Regions from separate parts of the Mus musculus genome. Here region 1 is linked to region 2. The links are chromatin contacts, called in public Hi-C maps. All regions are on one chromosome and are shown on one strand. Each heading gives the region's core, a stretch centred on a gene start, on an enhancer-like site or on the middle of the called end of the contact. The rest is flanking DNA. Distances are from core to core; before and after follow the strand shown.

Region 1 (4,932 bases), core at 459-2,958, 460 kb after region 2:
TGTGTGTAGCCAATCAGTAAGCTCCAGGGTTAGTAAGAACCAATCAGTAAGCTCCAGGGTTAGTAAGAACCAATCAGTAAGCTTCAGGGTTAGTAAGAGCCAATCAGTAAGCTCCAGGGTCAGTAAGAGCCAATTAGGAAGTTCCAGGGTTAGTAAAGGCCAATCAGTAAGCACCAGGGTAAGAGCCAATCAGTAAGCTCCAAGGTTAGTAAGAGCCAATCAGTAAGCTCCAGGTTAGTAAGAACCAATCGGTAAGCACCAGGGTTAGTAAAGGCCAATCAGTAAACTCCAGGGTTAGCAAAGACCAATCAGGAAGTTCCAGGGTTAGTAATGGCCAATCAGTAAGCTCCTGGGTTAGTAAGAGCTTCTGGTTTTGGTCCTTCAATCACTGGCCTGAGCACTCATGTGATTGGCTAGGCTGGCTAATCAACCAGCTGTGGGAATACTATCCAGTGATGGGCTTGCAGACAGATGCCACAGCATGTGGCACCTTTAATGTGGGTGCTGAGGATACAAAGTCAGGTCTCTCCACGCTTGCATAGGAAACACTTTACCAAATGAGCCATTTTTCTCAGTTTCGATTTTATTTTATTTTTTGAGACAGGGTCCCACTGTATAGCTCAGGTTGGACACAGACTTGTGATACTCCTATCTTGGCCTCCTTGACTACTGGAATTGCAAGTGTGTGGCACCATGCCAGCTGGAAAGGTAACTTTCTAAGGTACCTCTTTCTAAAATAGATGTTGACCTTTTGTAAGGACAGACTAAACGCCCCCTGGGCTTGAGGCTGGCGCCATCCAGAACAGGGTAGAGCGTATTGAGCCTGGCAGGTTGAATCCATCTCCCAAATGAAGAGGGCAGGTGGGTTTTGGGGGTTGATGACGAGGGAGGGGCAGAAAGAGGGAGACAAGACAGAGAGTGTTACTCAGTCCAGGTACTCTCTTGAACTAAGAGCACACAGGGAAGAAGGGCCTCATCTGAGGCCAAGGTGTCATTGTATCCGGTATAAGGGGACAGGATCACCTCCTTTCATGTTGGAGCTCGTGGATCTTACATTCTCTAATGCTTGACTAGATGTGAGTGGAGCTAGAACACGTATCTTCTCCTGGTCACCGCCCAGGGTTCGTGCGCTTTTCTTACTCGGTACATCATCCTCATCGCAGTGGGCTGGTCTCTGGCTGCCTCATCCAGTTTGTCGTCTCAGTTCATACGGACACCCCCTGGCTTGTCAGTGCTGGCCCAGTACCCTCGGGCCTGAGCACCTGTGATGCCCCTGCCTCCAGCTCTTCCTCCCCAGAGTCTGCAATGCTATCATTCCTTCCCGGCCCAGAGACTTACGCTTCCTCATTAGATGTGGGAGATGAGGTTCTCAAGCTCCAACAAACCAGTCCTGACCTCGTTTTGGCAGGAACTCAAAGAGAAGTCAGAAGCTTGCTGAATCACCCACACCGGCCGGCCGGCCGAGCATCCTGGCAAGGCCTGTAATTAGAGCCTCTCTTTCACACCTTGAATCTTGAGGGCCCCACGTCTGAAATGAGGGGTGTCCCAGTGCCTGCTGCAAGTTTATGAGCAGCACACAGACTCCTTTCCTTTGGAACTCAGGGGTGCTGCCTGCGTCTGGCTTCTGTGGAGGAGGAAGTAATGTGTGTGGATTAGTAAAAGATCATTTTCCTGCTGTTTGTCTTGGCCTCCGTGCTTCAGAATTCAAGCACTTGTACTCTTGACCCTGCAGTGGTGGCTGGTTTTGAGTCCACTTCCTGTCTGATCGCTAAACTGCTCCTTCTCTGAGGACCTTCAGCTGAAGCCACTTACCTGCTAACACTTAATTAATTAATAATTAATATTGTAATTAATTTTTTGTTGCAGGATTGGCAGTGAAACCCAAAACGTCACACATGCTAAGCAGGCACGGGGCCATCAAATCATTTTCTTAATTTTTTACTTTTTTATTTTTTGTGTGTGACAGGGTCTCAAGTAACCCAGGTTGACCTTAAACTTCCTGTGTGGCCAGAATGGCTTTGAATCTCTGGCCCTTCTTCTCCCTCCCATGGTACTGAGATTACAGGTATGTACCACCATGCCTGACACCCTGATGCTGTGGTGGACTCAAGGAATGCACATACCTAAGCTTGAATGCTCGCTGTTGAAATACTAGAGACATTTAAAATAATTTGCCAGTTAGGAAAAGCTTTCTATGGCACACAGTCCAATTGAATCTTAACACACACACACACACACACACACACACACACACACACACACACACAAGACTTAGGTCTTTCAAATTCCAGCTTGGTGGCTTGTTCCATGTCTTCTTTGGACAAGCCCTCCAGCTCTCCTCTCCTCTGCTCTCCTCCTTGGTAACTAAGGGGAGGCCACGCCTACTTTATTGGCATCCTAGAGATGCCAACATTGGCAAAGAGAAGGGACAATTAAATTCATTGAGGCCTGTGTGGTGTGTCAGCAACTCTGCCAACCACTTTCTTATCTTGGTATCATTTAAATTAGTTTGAACACTTAAAAGGTTGTGTAAATGTGGCTGTCTAGTATTAGAAGCTGTTTTGTATTATTGTTAGTTGTGTTCCCTCAGGGGAAGTGAGCTGCCCTGAGCTCAGTTCTTTATCTGGAAACTGGGCCTAATACCTCCAGACTCAAATGACTGTCACAGGACTTAGCTATGAAGGAAAGGGTTGAGGCAGAAGTCAGAGCACTTTACAAATATTAGGCGCACTTACTAATGCTCATGATAAATTCTTCAAATTGTTGTGCGATAAAGATCTTGTCAGGGTTTCTCAGGCGGCTATCTTTCCCATCAGAGCTGTCTGTCCAAGTTAAAGACAGCTTACTGGAATATTTCTGTATCCTTTTGTCCAATACAGGATTTAAATATACCCTGCGATTAGATTGTAATGCCAATAAAAAGAAAAGAGGGGATGTCAGAGCATAAGCCCAGGGTGACAACCCTGGGACTGGCATTCTAGATTCTGGGGAGGAGACTCTTTCTGGGAAGAGAGGCTCATGGCGTTTTGCAGTTTTTGTTTTCTGTTTTAAGACAGGAGTTGCTTTGGGGAGCTTTATCTTAAGAATCCGAACGGTTGTGTAGGCAAGCAAGCAAGCAAGGCAGCTACTGTTCGGTTGACCTCGTTCTGCTGTGAAGAATTTGCACTGTGTGAAGTGTGTTCAGGAAACCCTGAATAGCCTTGGCACACCTCCGACGTGCTGCTTCGTGGTAAAGTTTCCTGTCCTCAAAAGAGAAGACATTTAAAGGAAGAGGAGGGACCAAAGAACGGGTCACCTAGACAACAGGGATCTGGGCACCTGGTAGGAAGGAAACCTTAGCTTATTTACTCCTTGAATGTTGGGAGAGAACAGCCAGGACCCTGCCCTAGAGCCTCACTCATGAAAGCTGAATCTGGGACAGTGAGTCCTCCCCTCTAACTGCTCCCAGTTCCACTGTCTCCAGGGTGGATCCCAAGTGGATGCTGTGTACATGGCCTTCATTCTGGTGCCTAAGCTCCACTCTGTGGACCCTGTCACCAAGTTGGTGTGAGGAAATGTAACATTTAATATTATGGGTCTGGGCCACACCAATAAACTACGAGGCATTGTAGTCAAAGCTGCTGCCGCCTTTCAGTCACCTGACCTCGGTGGCCATTGAATAAGTGACCTTGGTCTAAAACAATTGCTCCAATGTTCTGTTCTGATGCTCTGGGTGGATCGCTGCTTGTGTCAGAGCAGATGTTTCCAGGCTGTTGCTGGGGCCAATGTCACCATTCCTGTTAGTTTCAGATTGTCTATTAGTTCTAGATAGGGTCTCATTATATGAGACACCCCACCCTCCTGCATGGCTCAAAAGTTTACTGATTTTTATTCTTTGTGTGTAAGTGTCTTGTGTGCACGCACATATATGTGCACCATATGCATTCCTGGTGGTAGGAAGCTAGAAGAGGGGCTCAGATTCTCTGGAACTGGAGTTACAGATAGTCGTGAGTCACCATGTGGGTGTGAGGAACCAAACCCAGGTCATAACCACTAAGCCATCTCTCTGGCTTCCTAGTCTGGCTTTGAACTTGCAATCCACCAGCCTCCGGCTGCTGATATTGCAGCTGTAGCACTGCCACATCTGGCTCAGTCCTTATTTTGACCAGGGAGCTGACAGGGGTGGGAGGTACTGCTCAGCTGTTTCCACTCATAGCCTCTGGCTGCGTGGACAGGCTGGAAGGGGTAGGGACCTCCATCCGGTCTGCGTCCCAATCCCCTTTGAGAAGCCCTCTGTGGACACAAGCAATTCTGATGCTCCATACCTCGCCTTAGAGGTGTAGAGAGCAGGGAAGGCTGAGAGAGCCAGGTGCCCCGGATCTGGATCTTGTGCATAGAAAGATCTGCACAGAAAAATTCCCTGCTTCTTGGGAGGGAAAAAAAACTAAAAGTCTCATGTTTGGTCTCAATCTTTAAAAGCTCAGTAGAGATGCAGGTGGGGCCAAGAGCACGGAGCACAGCCAGGTAGGTGGAGAGACTGGATATCCACAGCAGTCAGGACACTGGTTCTTTTAGACTTTCATTCACACACACTGGCTTTTGCCCCAAACCTCTCATGTTTTAAATTTTTATTTCTCTTGTCATTGACAGAATAACTATACATGTTTATCAGCCATGTGTTGTTTCTTTACATGTAAATGCAGTACAAAAATCAAATTAAGACCACTCAAAGCCCAGATGCCGGCACTCAGGCGGTAGAGGCAGGCAGATCTCTGAGTTTGAGGCCAGCCTGGTCTACAGAGCAAGTTGCAGGACAGCCAGGGCCACACAGAGAAACCCTGTCTCGAAAAACAAAAAGCAAACATACAAACCAAAATCACTGGAATTCCTCTTGGCTCAGTTCTTTTTTTTTTTTTTTTTTTTTTTTCTTTTTGGTGGTGAGGACACTCAGAA
Region 2 (5,080 bases), core at 1,701-4,200:
CTGGCTTCTGATGTAATCAAGCTTACCAAGGATATGTTTCCGTTAAGCTTTGTCACCAAGACTGCCATCCGTTATCCTGTTTCCCATATCAAAAAGAGCATCAGTCTGCCAGCCAGGCAGGATGACCCTGGCTAATGACCCTAAAAGTACAACGCCAATCTGATTCAAAATAATTGGGACAATAGTTTTGCTGTGTAAATCTCCCATTTGTCCAAAATGGCTAAGCTTCCGCTTCTGTCCCTTTAAACATGTTTAATTGCTCAGAGTATAACTTGGAGCTGGGCCCTAACAGAGACTTACAGATGATAGCATGTGTAGACTATTATAGCTCAAAATCTATCAAAGCTGTAAAAGATTTCTGTTCAGGAACAGTTTCTCTTTGGGCATTTGTCAGACCAGATCTACAGTGTTCTTAAAAAGCTTTTTCCGTCATTACTCTGTGGGTGCTTGGGGGGCTGAAGGGAGCCTTAATTCGTCAACGGTTGGGGTGCAGAGGTTCTTATGTTCAGCCACAGTTAACGATGGATGTACCTTAAGATTGTGACACTTGATCTCCTGCAGTCTGCAGCACCTTCCATGGGGAACACAGACTTCTGGAAAGTTCTCCGCTATTTAAGTCTCCTGTACCCTTCAGAAGGGTTCCGGAACATTCTCCTCATATCTGATGGGCACCTCCAGAGTGAGAGTCTGACACTGCAGCTTGTGAAAAGAAATATCCAGCACACCAGAGTGTTCACCTGTGCTGTTGGGTAAGTTTCAGAGATCGGGTCACCATTGTGACCAAGGCAGCTGGTGGACAAGTCTTTAGTTTGTCTGGGAACTTTGCAAGCTTGGAAGCTGGTATGAATACATGAAATCTGTATGTTGCAGAGGAGCTGAGCTCTTGGCTTGGGACCACGCTGCCAGTGGTTCACGACCACAGGGACCTCGGGCAGGCGGTTTCATGTGTAAAACAGGGCTTCATGGGACTGTTATTTAGTATAAAGGTTTAGATGACTAGCTTGTCCTGAGCAGCCTGGCACAGCTCCCTGGGGCTGATTTGCACATGTGCATGGTTGGCAATGCCTACCCTTGGGGCTGCAGCCTGCCTCACACCTGCCTTCTCCCTCTCCTTTGCTATCAGTTTTCTGCATTTGCACCTTTGAAGCCCTGAGGTCACAGTCTTTCCTCACGTTGTTGGATTGTAGTTGGCATCTGTGTAAGGCAAAGGCAAGGAGAGTTTCCTGCTGCTCTAGCAGAATCCCTACCTGGTGCCTGGCCCTGAAGCCCAGAGATTCATCCTGCACAGCTGCCTCTCCTGGGCACCAGGTGTCCCTCTTCTGAGGCAGGATGGGAGGCAGATTAGTGAGGAGGTTTGTAGACCGCTGTGCCGTCCTCACACGTGAGCCCTGACTACAAGCTCTGGGCCTCAAGGGTCCAGAATATCCATGATACCTTCCCAGTCTTTCCATCCCTGCCTCTTCATAGCCTCGGAAGGCACTCTACGGCGACTGATGGTAAAAGCGAAACTGGGTGCTCCAAGCTCCAACAACTCTCCATGCCTCTGTTTAGTTTTTCCCCTTTGTATCGGTTGTTTTGGTTTATTTTAAGACAAGGTCTCACTCAGTAGCCCAGACTAGCCAGAAAATTATTATGTAGACCAGGCTGGCCTGAATCCTGAGATCCTCTTGCCTCTTGAATGCTAGAACTATAGGCATATGCCTCCGTGCCCAGCTGGGCTGATATTTTTGTTTTATGACAAGGTCTCTGATCTTCCTGCCTTTACCTTCCAAGTGTAGAATTACCGATGTGTACTGGCACACCTGTCTGGTCAGTACTGGGATTGAACCCAGGACCTTGTGCATGCTAGGCAAACACGCTACAAAGTGAGCTACATCCTAGCTCTTTAGGCAGCTATCTTTTATCAAGTATCATTCTCATATCTTTGAAGTTTTTTGGTTTGTTCACAGTTTGGTTTGTTTAAGAAAGGTATCTGCGTAGCCCAGGCTGGCCTTAAATGTAACCAAGGAGCCTGGCGGTGATGGCCTATTATCCCAGCACTGGAGAGGCAGAGGCAGGTGGATTTGTGAGTTCCAGGCCAGCCTGGTCTACAGAATGAGTTCCTGGACAGCCAGGGCCACACAGAGAAACCCTGTCTCGAAAAAACAAAAATAACAACGACAAAAAAAAGTAACCAAGGACATGCTTGGACTCCTGGTCTCTTGCCTGCATCTCACAACCATGCCACCAAATCCTGCACCTTTTGCTGTTGCCATTACTGTGGTTGTTGTTTGTTTGTTTGTTTTTAAGTGTGGAAGTATTTGGTTTTATTTACTTATTTTACTTTATTTTATTTCTTTTTCAAGACTGGGTTTCTCTATATATCCCTGGCTGTCCTGGGTCTCACTGTATAGACCAGGCTGTCCTTGAATTTAGAGATCTGCCTGCCTCTGCCTCCCAAATTCTGGGATTAAAGGAGTGTGCCACCAACTGCCTGAATTTATGTACTTATTGTTTAATATTTCTGCTACAGAGGTCTCTGCAAATACCCTGGCCAGAAAGAGTGTCATTTGTGTGAGGCAAGAAAAAAAAATCTGCTTCAACACAACTCAGTAGCCGGTGTTGGTTTGAAACACCAGAGTCTGAAACAGGAAGTTTATTTTAGGCATATTTAAGCACAATACATTTTGGGGCGGGAGGAGGTTTTTGGTGTAACACGATCCTCTGTGTACAATAAAACTTACGGCATACTTACATCGAAGCTCTCACATGTTATCTTAAGGGCTTGGGGAGCCATTGTGGCCACCATCATACGGATAGCACAGAGGTCACCAGACTTCTAACATCTCCATTCCCAGCCTCTGGGCAGAAAACCAGTTGTGCATTTCTTCCTCTGGAGAGAGAACACTGCATGTTTAACAGTCCTGGGTTTCCTAACGCTTATCTGTACAAGGACTTTGCGCCCTCTACATTTTGCCAGTGCTTTATTGACTCAAGAGCCCCACTCGCCTTGGGTGTGCCCAACCATGAGCTACACCCTAGCACATTTAATCTGTTTACCTCAGGGACAGAAGAACAAATTCTTAACTCATCTTTCTTGACATTGTTAACATCTATTTAGCAACTATGTCTAGAATGGCTTGAAAATTACTGGGTATCATGCCACAAACATAATCTCAGCTCCTGACAAGATGAAGTAAGAAACTAAAAGCTCAAAGCCAGCACAGGCTACTAAGTAAGACCAGTCTAAAAACTAACTCAGCTGAGCTTACCATTGTGAGACCCCAACTTAGAGCATTTCTCCCTGGAAGCCAGAGATGCGATAATTGTAGGAAGACCTACAAGGACATGGAGATGGACGCCGGAGAGGAGGCTGCAGCTCACTCCCCCCCTCCTTTGCCAGAAAGGAGATGTAACCAACTCTCCTCCCTACTCCTCCCAACTCCTCCCAACTCTCGTCGCAGCTCCTCCCAATTCCTCAGCTAGTTGTTAAAAGTCCCCTACTGTTACCACTCAGGGTCGAACTCCCCTGCCCTGCACCCTGCACGGTGGAGGGACTTTGTCCTCAGCTAGCTGATAATAAAACCTCTTGCAGTTTGCATCAGGTGTGGTTTTCTCTCCAGTCATTGGGGTGCTGGCCAGCTCATCCCGGGACTTGAGTGGAGGCCCAGCTTCGGGGGTCTTACACCATAATGTTAAATACTTGAAAGAGGTGGAAAGATTGCCCCAAGTTCAAGAATAGCTTAGTAACAGAGTGAGACTCTTAAGAAAGAGAGAGAGAGAGAGAAGAAAGAGAAGAGAAGAAAATAAAATGAGGCAGAGGCAGAGGCAGAGGCAGGAGGATCTCTATGAGTTCGAGGCCAGTCTGGTGTAGAGTGTGTTCCAGGGGCTACATAGATAAGCCCTGTCTGAAAAAGAAAATTGTTTTTAATTAAAATGTGTGAAATGTGATCAGTTCCACAGCAAATCGTCACATCTTAAGGACCTTGTCTCAGTGTGGCGCTGGAGTATTTGAATATTTTAACTCAAAATCTAAGCACAGTTGGAAAAAACAGGTATGTGGGTTTCTTTTTTAAACATCTTGCCTGTACTCGTTTGTTTACATGTGGAAATCCTATCTCCTTACAAGTCGGTAGCAACTTCTATCTTTTGTGAATAGACAAGACTGACAAGGAAGCCGAAGCTTTTGAAACATTTTCTTTAATAATTAGAAAGGCCAACCCGGACATGGTAGTGCATGTCTGTATTCTCAGCACCTCTCTTCCCTCTGCCCCACAGCACCTGGATTACAGACGTGACCACACCCCATGCTAGTTCTTCATTGTGATAAAATGCACACAAGATTTACAGATCCAAAGTTGTCTAACCATCATTTCCAGTCACTTCCAGAGCTTAGCCACACCCCCAACAGGAAGTATAATAATGTGATATAAATTAAATATAATAGTAACTCTCTTTGCCTCCTGCCTTCAGTGCTGGACAATATCTATTCTATTTCTAGTCTTTATGAGTTTACCTTTTCCAGATACTTCTAGATAGAGGCATAAAACATTTGCTCTTTTGTGTCTGGCTTATTATCATAATAGTCACAAGACTTATCAGTGTGTTGTGTTGTTGACAGAATTTCTTTTCATTTTAAGGCCAAGTATTTTATTATTTTTTAATTGTGTTTTGAAAAAAAAAAAAAAAAAAGGAATCTCGTGTAACCCAGGCTGAGCTGAGGGTGGACTTGATCTCTTAATCCCACTGCCTCTATTAATCTAAGTGTTGAGAGTACAGGTGTATGCCACAGTGCCCATCTTAGCGATGAAAAATAGTGTATCAAATGTTCATATATGATTATTCTATCACAAATAGAGTAAGTGATAAAGAGAGAGGTAGACAGACAGAGAGAGGTGCACACACCTCATTATATTTGTTAACCTATCAATGAACTTGACCTACCCCACCACACGCCGCTGTGATGTTGCTTGCATGAATGCTGGCTCACAGTATCTGTCGAGCCTTTCCATTTGTTCAACTTTGGGTTTGCACTCAGAAGTAGAAGTCTGTTTTCCATGGCAGCTGCACATTTTCCACTCCTGCTGGCAAGGATACAGAG

What was found. Hi-C and Micro-C count contacts between places; a contact is called where the count stands out from the background.
Region 1: a Hi-C map of liver shows a contact between it and region 2, with 2.5 times the contacts expected there. The contact joins two enhancer-like sites. A contact is called at or near these places in 1 of 39 promoter capture datasets (liver) and 1 of 484 Hi-C or Micro-C datasets (liver).

What each region holds. Positions count from the first base shown.
Region 1 is chr14:57,082,878-57,087,809 of GRCm38.p6, forward strand. No RefSeq gene overlaps it. Among named protein-coding and RNA genes, the nearest start is that of Gm32912, 19 kb to the right of the region's middle. Within about 2 kb of position 1,709, at least 30 of the 459 cell types and tissues checked have an H3K27ac peak or open chromatin away from gene starts, as enhancers often do. A contact at or near this core is called in liver, where this site is marked.
Region 2 is chr14:56,623,456-56,628,535 of GRCm38.p6, forward strand. It overlaps Parp4 (poly (ADP-ribose) polymerase family, member 4), which reads left to right. Exons shown (of 35, transcript NM_001145978.2): 24 at 562-749; 25 at 3,935-4,034. Among named protein-coding and RNA genes, the nearest start is that of Gm16573, 5.5 kb to the left of the region's middle. Within about 2 kb of position 2,951, at least 7 of the 459 cell types and tissues checked have an H3K27ac peak or open chromatin away from gene starts, as enhancers often do. A contact at or near this core is called in liver, where this site is marked.